3 separate regions of the Mus musculus genome follow, and regions 2 and 3 are each linked to region 1. The links are chromatin contacts, called in public ChIA-PET and HiChIP or PLAC-seq maps. All regions are on one chromosome and are shown on one strand. Each heading gives the region's core, a stretch centred on a gene start, on an enhancer-like site or on the middle of the called end of the contact. The rest is flanking DNA. Distances are from core to core; before and after follow the strand shown. Region 1 holds the start of Mt1 (metallothionein 1). Region 2 holds the start of Mt4 (metallothionein 4). Region 3 has its middle 17 kb from the start of Mt4.

Region 1 (4,404 bases), core at 1,348-3,847:
CAAGTTCAAGGCCAGACCAGGCTGTTCAGTGAGCTACAGCCCATTGTGAATTACAGAGTGGCACCCCTGGAAAAGGAGAAGAAGAAGGGGAGGAGGAGAAACTGGGGCCTGGTGACATACCTCTATTATCCTGTCTACTCTCCCGACACTGAGGCAGGGGGAGGATTTCCAGCTCAGTCTAGCTACAGAGCACAGTTTTTGTTTTTGTTTTTTTTAAGTTTGATCCTTTATTTCATGTATGCATGTACACCGTCAATGTCTTCAGATGCACCAGAAGAGGGCATCTGATCCCATTACAGATGGTTATGAGCCACCATGTAGTTGCTGGGAATTGAACTCAGGACCTCTGGAAGAGCAGTCAGTGCTCTTAACCACTGAGCCATCTCTCCAGCCCTACAGAGCACATTTAAAGTCAGCCCGAACAACTTAGTGAGACCCTCTTTCAAAATAAAAGACTGTAAAGGACTGGAGGCAAAACTCAGGTGCAGAATGCTTGCCTGGTGATCAGGAAGCCTTGGGTTCAATCCTCACTGAAAAAAAGGGGAAAAAAATCATATTATGCAAGAGGTCTAAAGGCCCAAGAATCTGTTACAGATCTCAGTTTTGGCAATAGACAATAAAACATAACAAACTGATAAAACAAGCAAAAACACCAACTATATGTGGTCCAGCAGAAACATCTCCGTATGCATCCAGAAAACAAGGAAGAGGCAGAATAAAGGACTTGGGCATCTTTGTGCCAGAGCACACCTCAGCCTGACTTGTACCCTAGGAGCCAGCAGTCCCTGCCTTTGCAGAATCACTGATGTCTCTGACGTGAGATCTCTGCTTAGGAGTTGCCCTTGAGTGCTTGGAATTTGTCTCTAGCCCAGGCTGAAATCCTCTGCTCTTTCCAAGCCCAGTCCTTAGCTACTTAAAACCAGTAAATTCATGAGATCTGGAGAGAACTGACCAACATTAGTCAAGCAAGAATTCTGGTTTTTTTGTTTGTTTGTTTGGTTTTGGTTTTTGGTTTTTCGAGACAGGGTTTCTCTATATAGCCCTAGCTGTCCTGGAACTCACTTTGTTGACCAGGCTGGCCTCGAACTCAGAAATCCGCCTGCCTCTGCCTCCTGAGTGCTGGGATCAAAGGCGTGCGCCACCAACACCCGGCTTGTTTTTTTTTTTTTTTTTTAATCTTTAATCACTTCCTTATTAACTTTTGAAATAGGATCTCATTTGTGTGGCCCTGGCTGGCCTTGAATTTTGCAGAGATCATCTGCCTCTGACTTCTAAGAGCTGAGATTAAAGAGCTACCCTAAGGCAAGAATTTAACTGTATAGATAAAGACTCAGTTCCAAATGAAGGTTTTTTTTTGGATCTTCCCACGCAGAGGGTATTGCTGTGTTGTCTCCTCCAAGAGGAAATATCCGGAGGAAGGAGAAACGCCCTGGGTAATATTATACTACCAAACCAGTGGGTTGATAATAGAAAGACACTTGTATCTAAACCACCATGAAGGAGGAGGAAGAGGAGGAGGGGGGAGGAGGAGAAAAAGGAAGAAGAGAGGAGAAAGAAGGGGAGAAGAACGGAGAAGAGGAGGAAGAAGAGGAGGAAGAGGGAGAGGGGGAAGAGGAGGGGGAAGTGTGTGTGTGGGGGGGGGGAGTGTCATAGCCCAGCACCTGGTGCCTTCTCTGCCTACAGATGAACTTTGTACAGAATCACAGCAAGAGAACGTGGGACAAATACAGGAGCGTTAGTGCCAGGCAGTGCTGGTTCACAGCCGTTGTACTACTGACTGGATATATGGCCTGGGCAAGTCACTGAACCTCTGAATCCTCTGTCCTTGTGTGTAAATAGAATTTGCATCTCTCTATAGGTATTAAATGAGAAATTGGTTTAACTCCTGGTTCTGGCATAATAGACATATTGCTGGTGGTGGTTCTACCACAGTTAAGCAAAAACCTGCCCAAAGTCGTATAGCTCAGAAGTGATGGTATGCATGAGCCAACAGTGTAGCTGTTCTCTTGCCCAGGACACAAGGCCTGCCTGACAGCAGACTCTAATGTTACTCAAAATCAGAAGCATTAAAAAAAAAAGAAAGAAAGAAATAGCTGACTTTATTTTTTTTATCTAATGCAGTCCCCACCTAAAATGATCTCTCTGGAGGGAGGGTACCTTGGTTTTTAAAACCAGCCTGGAGTAGAGCAGATGGGTTAAGGTGAGTGACCCCTCAGCCCTGGACATTCTTAGATGAGCCCCCTCAGGAGTAGAGAATAATGTTGAGATGAGTTCTGTTGGCTAAAATAATCAAGGCTAGTCTTTATAAAACTGTCTCCTCTTCTCCTAGCTTCGATCCAGAGAGAGACCTGGGCGGAGCTGGTCGCTGCTCAGGAACTCCAGGAAAGGAGAAGCTGAGGTTACCACGCTGCGAATGGGTTTACGGAGATAGCTGGCTTTCCGGGGTGAGTTCTCGTAAACTCCAGAGCAGCGATAGGCCGTAATATCGGGGAAAGCACTATAGGGACATGATGTTCCACACGTCACATGGGTCGTCCTATCCGAGCCAGTCGTGCCAAAGGGGCGGTCCCGCTGTGCACACTGGCGCTCCAGGGAGCTCTGCACTCCGCCCGAAAAGTGCGCTCGGCTCTGCCAAGGACGCGGGGCGCGTGACTATGCGTGGGCTGGAGCAACCGCCTGCTGGGTGCAAACCCTTTGCGCCCGGACTCGTCCAACGACTATAAAGAGGGCAGGCTGTCCTCTAAGCGTCACCACGACTTCAACGTCCTGAGTACCTTCTCCTCACTTACTCCGTAGCTCCAGCTTCACCAGATCTCGGAATGGACCCCAACTGCTCCTGCTCCACCGGTAAGACTCCCGATCCTTGGTCTTTAGAATACCAAGTTGGGACCGCAGAGCGGAATCCCCGAGTTGTAGAGGCTTGGCGGGAATAGGCACCTTTAGTTGGCGATTCATTCCGGTTCTTTCTAGAATCCGCTCTTGCAAAAGCCTTCATTAGTTACGAGTATTGTCGAACGGGTCCTTTGGCGGGGTTGGGGCTAGGATTTAGACGCGCAAATGTCCGGTTCCTGATCACCCAGTTAGTGGGGACATCTGGGTTGAGTCCCAGGCATTACTAAACTTACTGTGAATTGCTTGAATTAAGAAAGAGGTGAAGGACCTTTATGTCTTGGGACTCAAAGACATAATCCCTGACTTAACCTGTGAGGAGAAAAGTGGGGCTAGGCTCCCTGCAGCTCCGAGGAGGACTTAGTGAACTGAGCCGGGACTCGTGGTGTTGGCCACTGCTGTAATGCTGCCTCCCTCATGCTGTCTTCTTTCTCCTCCCCAGGCGGCTCCTGCACTTGCACCAGCTCCTGCGCCTGCAAGAACTGCAAGTGCACCTCCTGCAAGAAGAGTGAGTTGGGACACCTTGGGTGGCGGCTAAGGCTAGGGGCGGGGAACTCCTACAAAACTGGCTCTGAGAAATGTCCTTTGCTTCCCGGAGGCCATTGTATTGTCTCGGGGACAGAACTATACAGAGAACTATTTAAAAAAACCGAGGTCTTCTCTGTTGGGGACAGGAAGCAGAGGTCTTCAGCCAGGCTGACCTCTTCCTCCTCCTTTCTAGGCTGCTGCTCCTGCTGTCCCGTGGGCTGCTCCAAATGTGCCCAGGGCTGTGTCTGCAAAGGCGCCGCGGACAAGTGCACGTGCTGTGCCTGATGTGACGAACAGCGCTGCCACCACGTGTAAATAGTATCGGACCAACCCAGCGTCTTCCTATACAGTTCCACCCTGTTTACTAAACCCCCGTTTTCTACCGAGTACGTGAATAATAAAAGCCTGTTTGAGTCTAACTCTGGTTTTCTTGGTGTGGTTTGGCAATAAGAAACTGGGGTGACTTGATAGTCTGGGGATCTGGTTTTGGACCCCCTCGTGCCTTTACCTCCCGCCTCTGGCCCTCACAGAGGGGTAATGTCTTTGGGTAAAGCCAAGCTATCCCATAAGCTTCCTCATGGAAAACAGCTGTGTGCCTGGTCAGGTCTTGTGTTAGGGGAAGGGAGGGAGGGAGGGTGGTCCTGGAAGACTTGATGTCCCATCCTGGAAGCACAGAAAATCTTATCATTTATATTCTCTTTGGATTCTGGTTTCCTCTCACATTGTTGGGTATAAGGAGGTGGGTATGAAAATTAACATAGGGTGTCTCGTATGCTAGGCAGGGACTAACACTGAACTAGATTCCAGAGGGGCTTTCTTGGCTGTTTTGACACAAGTTGCTTACCTTGTCCTAGAACTCATTCTGCAGTCCAGTCTGACCTTGAGTTTTTGATTCTCCTGCCTCAGCTTCCCAAGTACCTGGGATTACAGGAGTGACTGTGTCACCAGGCCATCTCCTATTCAGCCACCAAATGCAGACACTATTGC
Region 2 (3,898 bases), core at 219-2,718, 42 kb before region 1:
ATCACAACATCATCCAAAGAGGATGTTGGCACCGTTGCTGGCACAGGTGGCATCGAGCTAAGAGAGATGGCTTAGACAAGTAGAGGGACATGCCTTGCCCTCTCTGGGCTTGTTCCATGGGCCAGGCTCTTGTTGGTATTAATACCTGCTAGAGGCAGGGAACATTGACTGTGCCACAGATGGGCTGGCATAAACTCCCATTGCAGGCCCAGAAAGACTGAGAACAGCCCACAAGCCAGCATGAAGTTCCTGAGCTGGACTGCACTCCTGACTCTCAACCATAAGCTCTGGCTTTAATCAGCACTGGGTCCCCAGCATCTAGCACAGCGCAGTGCAGGTCCTTGGAAAGTAAAGAATAAAAGAGTGGGTGTCTGCAGGGACCATCTCTGTACCAGCACGGTGTCATCTCTACTTCTGACATTGACTCCTGATGACTATGATGCCAGTACATTTCCCCTCACTAGATATTCTCAGCTCAAGTTCATGGTATCGGGGGGTCAGGCTGAGTCCTGACTGATGGAGATGAACTGAGAACAGGGAGGAAGTATTACATGGGCTGAATGGGAAAACCACTTTTCATCAGAGTCCATCTTTCCTTTGTTCACTTTCCAGTTCACATCTTCAGTCATCTGTTACGTCATCTGACTCATTCATCTATTCATTCCTTCGCACATCCAGCATCCACAAACCCTCGTGCAAGACTGGGAAGGGGCAGAGCTGCTTTAGCACACGAATAAATCATCGCGTAGCAGAGCAAGTAACATGAGATGTGTGTACACATATTATCAAGGGACACACACAGGGAGGGGAGATGGAGGGAGGAAGGAAGAGGGAAGGGGGGAGAGAGAGAGAGAGATCACTACAGCTCCAACATTTCTTCATGGGGCATTCCATCATCCACTGGGCACTTTGCACGCTATGAAAGGTAGGTAGCTGCCTTACCAAAGCCTGGGGATGGGATAGAAGTTGGGGCTGGTTAAGGAGCCCCACCAAGTCTTCTCTTCTTTCCCTCCATGTGTGGTCTAGAAGGAAAGGTTCCCAGTCCAGGTGGGCACATTCCCTGTGCTTTCCCACTGTCTATGATGAGGCCTTTAAAGACCAACAACCATGGGAAAGAATGAAGCTCTGAGCCTAGGCAGGAGTGGCCCCAGGAAGGAGGAATAGAAGTGGCAGCTAACCCTGTGCAGCTGGATGTGTGCTGCTATGAGCCCTCCATGAGTGCCACGGGAACCTCACCTGGCTTCCTTAACACTATGGCAGGGAAGCAGGTGGGGCAGGCTTAGCCCTTTGTGAAAGCCTCCTAAACGACCAAACAACTCTACCTGCCCTCTGCCCTCTGCTGCCTGCCCTCCCTAGCCCTGAGCGTCTCACTGGGCCGTGTGCAGGGCGTCTGGCCCCAGGGAGAGGTGGGGTGAGTTGTAGTCCACACCTACACAACTATAAAGAGGGTGCCTGCAGCAGCTGCTGCCTCAGCCTCCCTTTCTTAGCTGCTCACACACCTGGACCATGGACCCTGGGGAATGCACGTGTATGTCTGGTAAGTAAGGAAGCCCTGTTAGGGAATCTTATAACTTTACCCCCTTTTATAGACCTCTGTGTCCTCCTTTGCAAACCGGGGTTATTCAACTCTGGGTGGCTCCTGTACTATGGAGCCTATGGAAAGGTTAAAATTAGCAAGCCGGGGGTTGGTGGGGTGGGGTGGATGCTTAGAGGCTTAGCTGTGCTCTCCAGTCAGTAAAAGTCAGTTGTAGTGGAACATGCTAGCACTCAGAAGGCTGAGCAGGAGGAGGAGGACCCTGTGTTCAAAGCCATTCTGGGTTGCTTGGTGCTGGGAAGAATGTTGCCCAGAAGGTGGGAGATCAATCGGGGTTCAAAACAGCCCTGTATGTTCTCAGCCTTGAAAATTGTCGCCTAAGAGTTTCAAATGTATCCTTCATCCTTAACAGTAGAGGTCTGTCCCCTAAATTTGGAAAAGATACAGAAAATTTGAGTGTTCTCAAACTGAATGTGACAGACAGGATGAGTTGAGAGAAACAAAGAAGTGTGAGTCCCTTTTATGAAATAAAAGCAAGGTATAGAGGCCCCTGGGGTCTCTGCTTTCCTTTCTGCTTTCCGTTCAGGTTTTCCATCTGGCCTTGTCAAGAAGAGGCTATGATGCCCTTGATGGTTGTCCTTGTCTGGGGTTGGCCTTGTCTGTTAGTGCTAAATGGACATCTGTACCACCTGTGTTTTTAAATGACAGATTCTTTCACCCACCCAGAGTGGGGCTTGGGGTCTTTGTCACAGGAAACCTGGTTTGAGCCAATGCTGCCCTTCCTGCTCCCGGTCCCCATCCATGACTTGTCACTAGAACCACTGACCTATCCACAGTCCTGGGGTGATGCTCAGCAACAGCAATACCCTCTTGTCTAGCCACTCCCCCACACCCACACGCACACCAAGGAGCATCTGTAGCCGTAGCCCCATGCTCACCTGATCTCTGTCCTCGCTCCTAGGAGGGATCTGCATCTGCGGAGATAATTGCAAATGCACAACCTGCAGCTGTAAAACCTGTCGTAAAAGTGAGTATGGTCACCTGGACACTGCCAGATGCGAGTGGGAATAGCCCCATCCCTCGATGGTGCCCGTGAGGGCAGTGCAGGGATCCTTTTTCTCAGTGGGGGTGGGGGGATATGATATGACACCCAAGGAGACATGGGACAAAGCTCCTTAGGACTGCAGCCCACCCAGCTCTAAGGACATCCATGGTGTTTGGAGCATGGTATTGGTTCTGTCCAGCCCAGTGAGGAGGAGGATAAAGTCTTGGTTTGGAGGAATGAACCCTGGCTTCTAATCTTGTTTCTGTCATGGCTGTGACCTTTGAAAAGCCCACCCTCTGTCTAGAGCTCTAATGGACCCTAGAGGACCTCTGAGGTCCCTTCTTGCTCTCATATCCCACAGTCTCCTGGCCCAGGGTTTCCTGCTGCTTCCCCTAAGGTGTTGGGGGGAGGGCGGGAAGTGAAGAGCCATGACTCATCTGTCCATCTCCTAATTTTTTCAGGCTGCTGTCCCTGCTGTCCCCCAGGCTGTGCCAAGTGTGCCCGGGGCTGCATCTGCAAAGGGGGTTCAGACAAGTGCAGCTGCTGTCCCTGAAACCCACCTATGGCAGCGGGAGAGATCCTGGGAAGTGACTACACAGTACCTGAGTCAAGGGATTTAATTTGTATAATAAATTGTACTTTTTATATGTGTGCCCACATGCGGGGCAGGTGATGTCCATGTAAAGTTCTTGGAGTAATAAAGTTTCCATTCATGGCTGTCTGGTGGCTCAGAGTATTGTTTAACCCTAACCCTAACCAAGAAGAACCAAGAAGGGCTGGCTCTATCGCAGACCCTCTAGCAGCCCACCGGAACCCCACTCACACGTGGCTGCTCATTGCTGCTCACTTTAAGGCGCTGCAACTGTGCCTGGGGCTTTCTCCCACTTTACAAACACAGGGCAGCCATGAGGACAGGAGGGTTCATGGCTTTGAGAACAATTCCTAACCAACACCAAGCACAGGAGAGTTTATGGCCCTGGGAACACTTCCTAACCAACACCAAACAAAACCCAGCATTTCTACAGTCTTCCAGAAGTCTACAGTGGCGCTGAGCTCCAGCAGCTCACAGCTAACGCTCTTAGGCTGCCTTCCTTGCCCCATATCATGGTCCTCAGCTAGAGCTTTCTGGGATCCCCACTCAAAGAACCTTTGTCTTGTCTTGTCTTGTTGAGATAAGGTTTCTCTGTGTAGCTCTGGCTGACCTAGAACTCTATAGACCAGGCTGGCCTGAGACTCAAGAGTTCCACCTGCCTCTGCCTCCCGAGTACTGTGATTAAAAGTATACACCATCACCTGGGGCCCAAAGAAACCCTCTGAGT
Region 3 (4,219 bases), core at 200-2,699, 60 kb before region 1:
GTTTGTTTCGGACAGGGTCTTGCTGTGTAGCCCAGGCTTGCCTTGACTTCTCTGAACATTCCAAACTGGTCTTGAACTTGTGACAGTCCTCTTGCCCCAGTCCCTGGAGTGCCTTCACCACCCTATTGTGCCTTTCCACCAACTGCTAAGTCCTCTTCTTATTCTACGCCCTTGTCTCTGTACATTGTACCATATATCACCTTCTCACAAACCATACGGTCAGTTCAGTGCCCTTGTCTCTGTACTCTGTACCATATATCACCTTCTCACAAACCATACGGTCAGTTCAGTGATTGACTTCTTCATCCTGCCCTCCCTCTGAATGTAAATTCTACAAGAGCACAGACACTCCTCACTTTTGCTCCTGACGATTCTCACCTGTGCATACTTTGCCTTTCCCCAGTTGATGTTACACCTTCTAGACCCTTCCATCTCCAGACATATAATAAACCTTGTGTTTTTAAGAACTAACATTCCATTGCAGCAACTTAATTCATTGAACCCATTTCCCATTGTCATGGTCATTTAGGCCTTTCCTAATCCCTTAAAAGCAAGATGGCACTGGGCAGCACCCATTTCCTTGTACAGGATGTGTAAATAAACTCATAGGCAGCTTGCGACAAGCAGAGTTGCTTTGTGAATGTTCTGGTATGGTTCATGTTTTGGGGAACCTGTGTCTAGACACATCTACTTCCCTACAGACTCCCCATGAGCCTGCCTTTAATTTTTGAATCTCTGCTTAGCATACAGACCATTGAAATTCTATCTGAATGTCACTTTAATTTGCATTTCTATTATCATAATGGAGATGAGTATCTCTCTGGTTCTAACTGATATTTGCATTATTTTTTCCTCGGTGATTTTTCTGGATAGTACACAAACTCACCTTTCCCCCTGGGGAACCCTTTAGTCCCTTGTCTCCAGCTGAGCCCTTTGGAGACCTGTACCTCTGCTGCATCTAGATCACTGTTTGTCTTATCATGCCCAAAGCTTCCACTCTAATTTTTCAGTGTTGTGGACTGAACTCAGTGACCCTCCCCACCCCCACATTTTAGGGAAGTGCTCTACCTTTGAGCTACATCCTTGGCCCAGCTTAGCTCTTCTGGCTCTTCTAGCTATACAGCCAAAGGTGATCATTAACCCCAGCTGTTGCATCCAGGACTCCCTGTACCTCCTCCTGTCTGCCTGTCCCATCCCATGCTGGTCCTAAGAATCTGCAGCATGCCTGCCTGCCCACATCAGAGAAACAAAACTTCCCGGAGGCTCTGCATTTCTCTTTTTGTTAGGAAAAGAACAGTTCGTTCACCAACAGGCCCTAAAACGCCCTTTTGTGCTACATCCATTCCAGGAGCCTTTTCAGTGTTTCTCTGAAAGAGAAAAGCATCGCAGGATGCTGGCATCCTAAGAATCCTGGTTAATGAGCTGCAGGCGCCCTGGTCCCATCAGTAGGCTAGCCACGTGCACAGCCAAGCTTCAGCTCCTCCCACCCAGTTGGCTGTGATACCCATGTGTACTGCAGAGATAGGACTTTACTTTTGCTCCTCTGGCATGCTCAAGGAAAGCTCCACAGAACATCTTTTCCTCCCTGCTATGTGGCTAGGGTAGGTTGCCTCTTAGCTGTCAGTTAGTATCTTGTGTTTTGTTTTTTGTTTTCAAGACAGATACATAAACATTCAGGCAAAATACCCACATGCATATAATAATTCTTTTGTTTTGTTTTGTTTGTTGTTTTTTGAGACAAGGTTTCTCTGTGTAGCCCTGGCTGTCCTGGAACTCACTCTGTAGACCAGGCTGCCCTCAAACTCAGAAATCTGCCTGCCTTTCCTCCCAAGTGCTGGGATTAAAGGCATGCACCACCACTGCCCCGCTGTCAGTCAGTATCTTAACCATACTTTCAACAAGCACAGAGCCCAGGCTTTGGACCTACATAATAGGGATTTAAACCCTCACTCTGCAGTGAGTGGATGATCTCTTCACACTAATATTCTTGTCCCAGATATAGACGTACGTGCAAAGGACCCGCTTTTGCTGGAGTTGATCACTTACTTGCAAGTGTGATGTTGGGACTAGAGTTAGAAGTGATTGGCCAGGCTTCTCCTCTAAGGACAGAACACCAAGGAAATAATTGGGTGTGGTGGTGCATGTATGTAATCCCAAAATTTGGGAGGTAGGAGGGAAAGGATTTGGAGTTCAAGGATAGCCACAGCTATATAGTGAGTTTGAGGCTAGCCTGGACTCCATGAAACCCTGCCCCCTGCAAAAAAGACTAAACTAACACACACACACACACACACACACACACACACACAGAGAGAGAGAGAGAGAGAGAGAGAGAGAGAGAGAGAGACAGACCAGACCAGACCGGGAACACGTGGAGAGAGAGCAGGGAGGGGAATGGGGAAAGAAGGGACAGAGAGGGTAAGAGAGTAAAAGAGCAAGAGAGAGAGAGAGAGAGGGGGAGAGAGGAGGGGGCAAACAGCCCCTTTCACAGTGAGTCAGGCATACCTGGCTCTTGCCAGGTAACTGTGGGGCGGAGCCTAGGCGGACCGCTAACAAAAGGGGCCCACTGAGTATCTGGGTCAAGAAAGAGCACAGGCTGCTGTGGACACAACTGTTCTAACATGTTCCCTGCGACCCCATAGCATAGGGCAGCAAGCTTGTAACTCCTCTGGGCCAGGCCCCTGACTTTCGGGCGGGCGAGGCATATGAATGGCAGAACTTTAATGAAAAGCCCTTTGAAATCTGCCTTCTGAGCATCTATGTGCTTAGATCTTTGGCCTGGGGAGTTTCTTTCTTTCTTTCCTTCTTCCTTTCTTTTTAAATTTGAAAATAGATTCTTCTCTCATACAATGCATCCTGACCCTCTTTCCCTTCAGGAAGAAGCAGGCCTCCAGGAGACATCAACCAAACACCACAAAACAAGATATAATTAAGACAAGACAAAAGCGCCGGGCAGTGGTGGCACACGCCTTTAATCCCAGCACTTGGGAGGCAGAGGCAGGCAGATTTCTGAGTTTGAGGCCAGCCTGATCTGCAAAGTGAGTTCCAGGACAGCCAGGGCTATACAGAGAAACCCTGTCTCAAAAAACAAACAAACAAACAAAAGACAAGACAAAAGCCCCCTCATATTGTGGATGGATAAGGACAATAGGAGGACAATAATCTTAGGAGCAGGAAAAAAGAGTCAAAGACACACCCGATCCACTTCCATTGTTAGGGGTCCCACAAAAAGAGCAGGGTGTGGGGGCACATGCCTTTAATCCCAGCACTCAGGAGGCAGAGGCAGGTGAATAGTTGAGTTCAAGGCCTTCTAGGTCTACAGAGAAACCCTGTTTCAAAAAACAAAAAACAAAACAAAATAAAAAATAAAAAATAAAAACCTTATAACCAGTCGGTAGCAATGTACGCCTTTAATCAGGCCAATCTCTGTTTGAAGCCAACCTGGGGTACATAATGAGCTCTAGAACAGCCAGGGAAACCTCAGTTCCTAAAGAAAAAAAAAAAAAGCCCACAAACCCACCAAACTAAGAACCATAATGTATACACAGAGGACCTAATACAGGCCCATGCAGATCACATGCTTGCGGCTTCCATCTCCTGAGCCCACATGAGCCCTGCTTAGTTGACTCAATGGGCCATGTTCCTCTGGTGCCCTCCATTCCCTCTGGCTCCCGTAATCTTTCCTTCCAGTCTTCCCCGGAGTTCCGGCTTGAGTTTCAGAGTCACTTTCAACTCTAATTACTCTCCACACAGTATCCCCAGAGGCTGCAACACTTGGCTCCCAGACTTCCTGCTGCAGGATAGGGAGCACCCCACAGTTAAAGTGTGACTGGGTACCCTGAGAAAATCAGCTCAAGGCCCTTCCTCCAAAATCACTGTGGGGTGCAAAGGCTTTGAGCTGAGAATGCTTCAGGCTGTGGTTTACCTACGAGGTACCCCATCTGCTGTAGCTACAAGAGGCAGTATCCAGGCCACCACAAGCTGTTGTGAGGATGAGGGGTGGGGTGGAGAGGCGGGGCATTGTTCCTAGTTTTGCTGTATTCTGGAGAGCTGAAGCTGCACGTGGCTAGCCTACTGATGGGACCAGGGCGCCTGCAGCTCATTGACCAGGTTCTTAGGATGGTAGCAACTTGCATCGTATGCATCTCAGGATGCGCATGCATGAGTGCTGCATGCATGCGTGTGTGTGTGTGTGTGTGTGTGTGTGTGTGTGTGTGTG

What was found. ChIA-PET counts read pairs in DNA pulled down with a chosen protein or histone mark. HiChIP or PLAC-seq counts read pairs in DNA pulled down with a chosen protein or histone mark.
Region 2: an H3K27ac HiChIP or PLAC-seq map of embryonic stem cells shows a contact between it and region 1, with 8 read pairs. The contact joins the promoter of Mt4 here to the promoter of Mt1 in region 1. A contact is called at or near these places in 8 of 39 promoter capture datasets (the 3T3-L1 cell line, the HPC-7 cell line, HPC-7-derived erythroid cells and 4 more), 4 of 484 Hi-C or Micro-C datasets (the C2C12 cell line, the HL-1 cell line, embryonic stem cells and 1 more), 7 of 115 datasets of contacts at active chromatin or transcription factors (astrocytes, bone marrow-derived macrophages, embryonic fibroblasts and 3 more) and 3 of 9 other capture datasets (adipose tissue, liver and pancreatic islet).
Region 3: an RNA polymerase II ChIA-PET map of neural stem cells shows a contact between it and region 1, with 10 read pairs. The contact joins the enhancer-like site here to the promoter of Mt1 in region 1. A contact is called at or near these places in 18 of 39 promoter capture datasets (the 3T3-L1 cell line, 3T3-L1-derived adipocytes, the HPC-7 cell line and 12 more), 2 of 15 datasets of contacts at CTCF or cohesin (CD8 T cells and the NIH/3T3 cell line), 57 of 484 Hi-C or Micro-C datasets (the 3T3-L1 cell line, the C10 cell line, the C2C12 cell line and 37 more), 14 of 115 datasets of contacts at active chromatin or transcription factors (the 230-238 cell line, astrocytes, bone marrow-derived dendritic cells and 8 more) and 4 of 9 other capture datasets (adipose tissue, embryonic stem cells, liver and 1 more).

The regions. Positions count from the first base shown.
Region 1 is chr8:94,176,492-94,180,895 of GRCm38.p6, forward strand. It overlaps Mt1 (metallothionein 1), which reads left to right and starts at 2,598. Exons shown (of 3, transcript NM_013602.3): 1 at 2,598-2,847; 2 at 3,332-3,397; 3 at 3,611-3,836. The coding sequence starts at 2,820. The coding sequence ends at 3,702.
Region 2 is chr8:94,135,736-94,139,633 of GRCm38.p6, forward strand. It overlaps Mt4 (metallothionein 4), which reads left to right and starts at 1,469. Exons shown (of 3, transcript NM_008631.3): 1 at 1,469-1,537; 2 at 2,496-2,561; 3 at 3,041-3,296. The coding sequence starts at 1,507. The coding sequence ends at 3,132.
Region 3 is chr8:94,117,797-94,122,015 of GRCm38.p6, forward strand. No RefSeq gene overlaps it. Among named protein-coding and RNA genes, the nearest start is that of Mt4, 17 kb to the right of the region's middle. Within about 2 kb of position 1,450, at least 93 of the 459 cell types and tissues checked have an H3K27ac peak or open chromatin away from gene starts, as enhancers often do. A contact at or near this core is called in astrocytes, brain, cerebellum and 10 more, where this site is marked.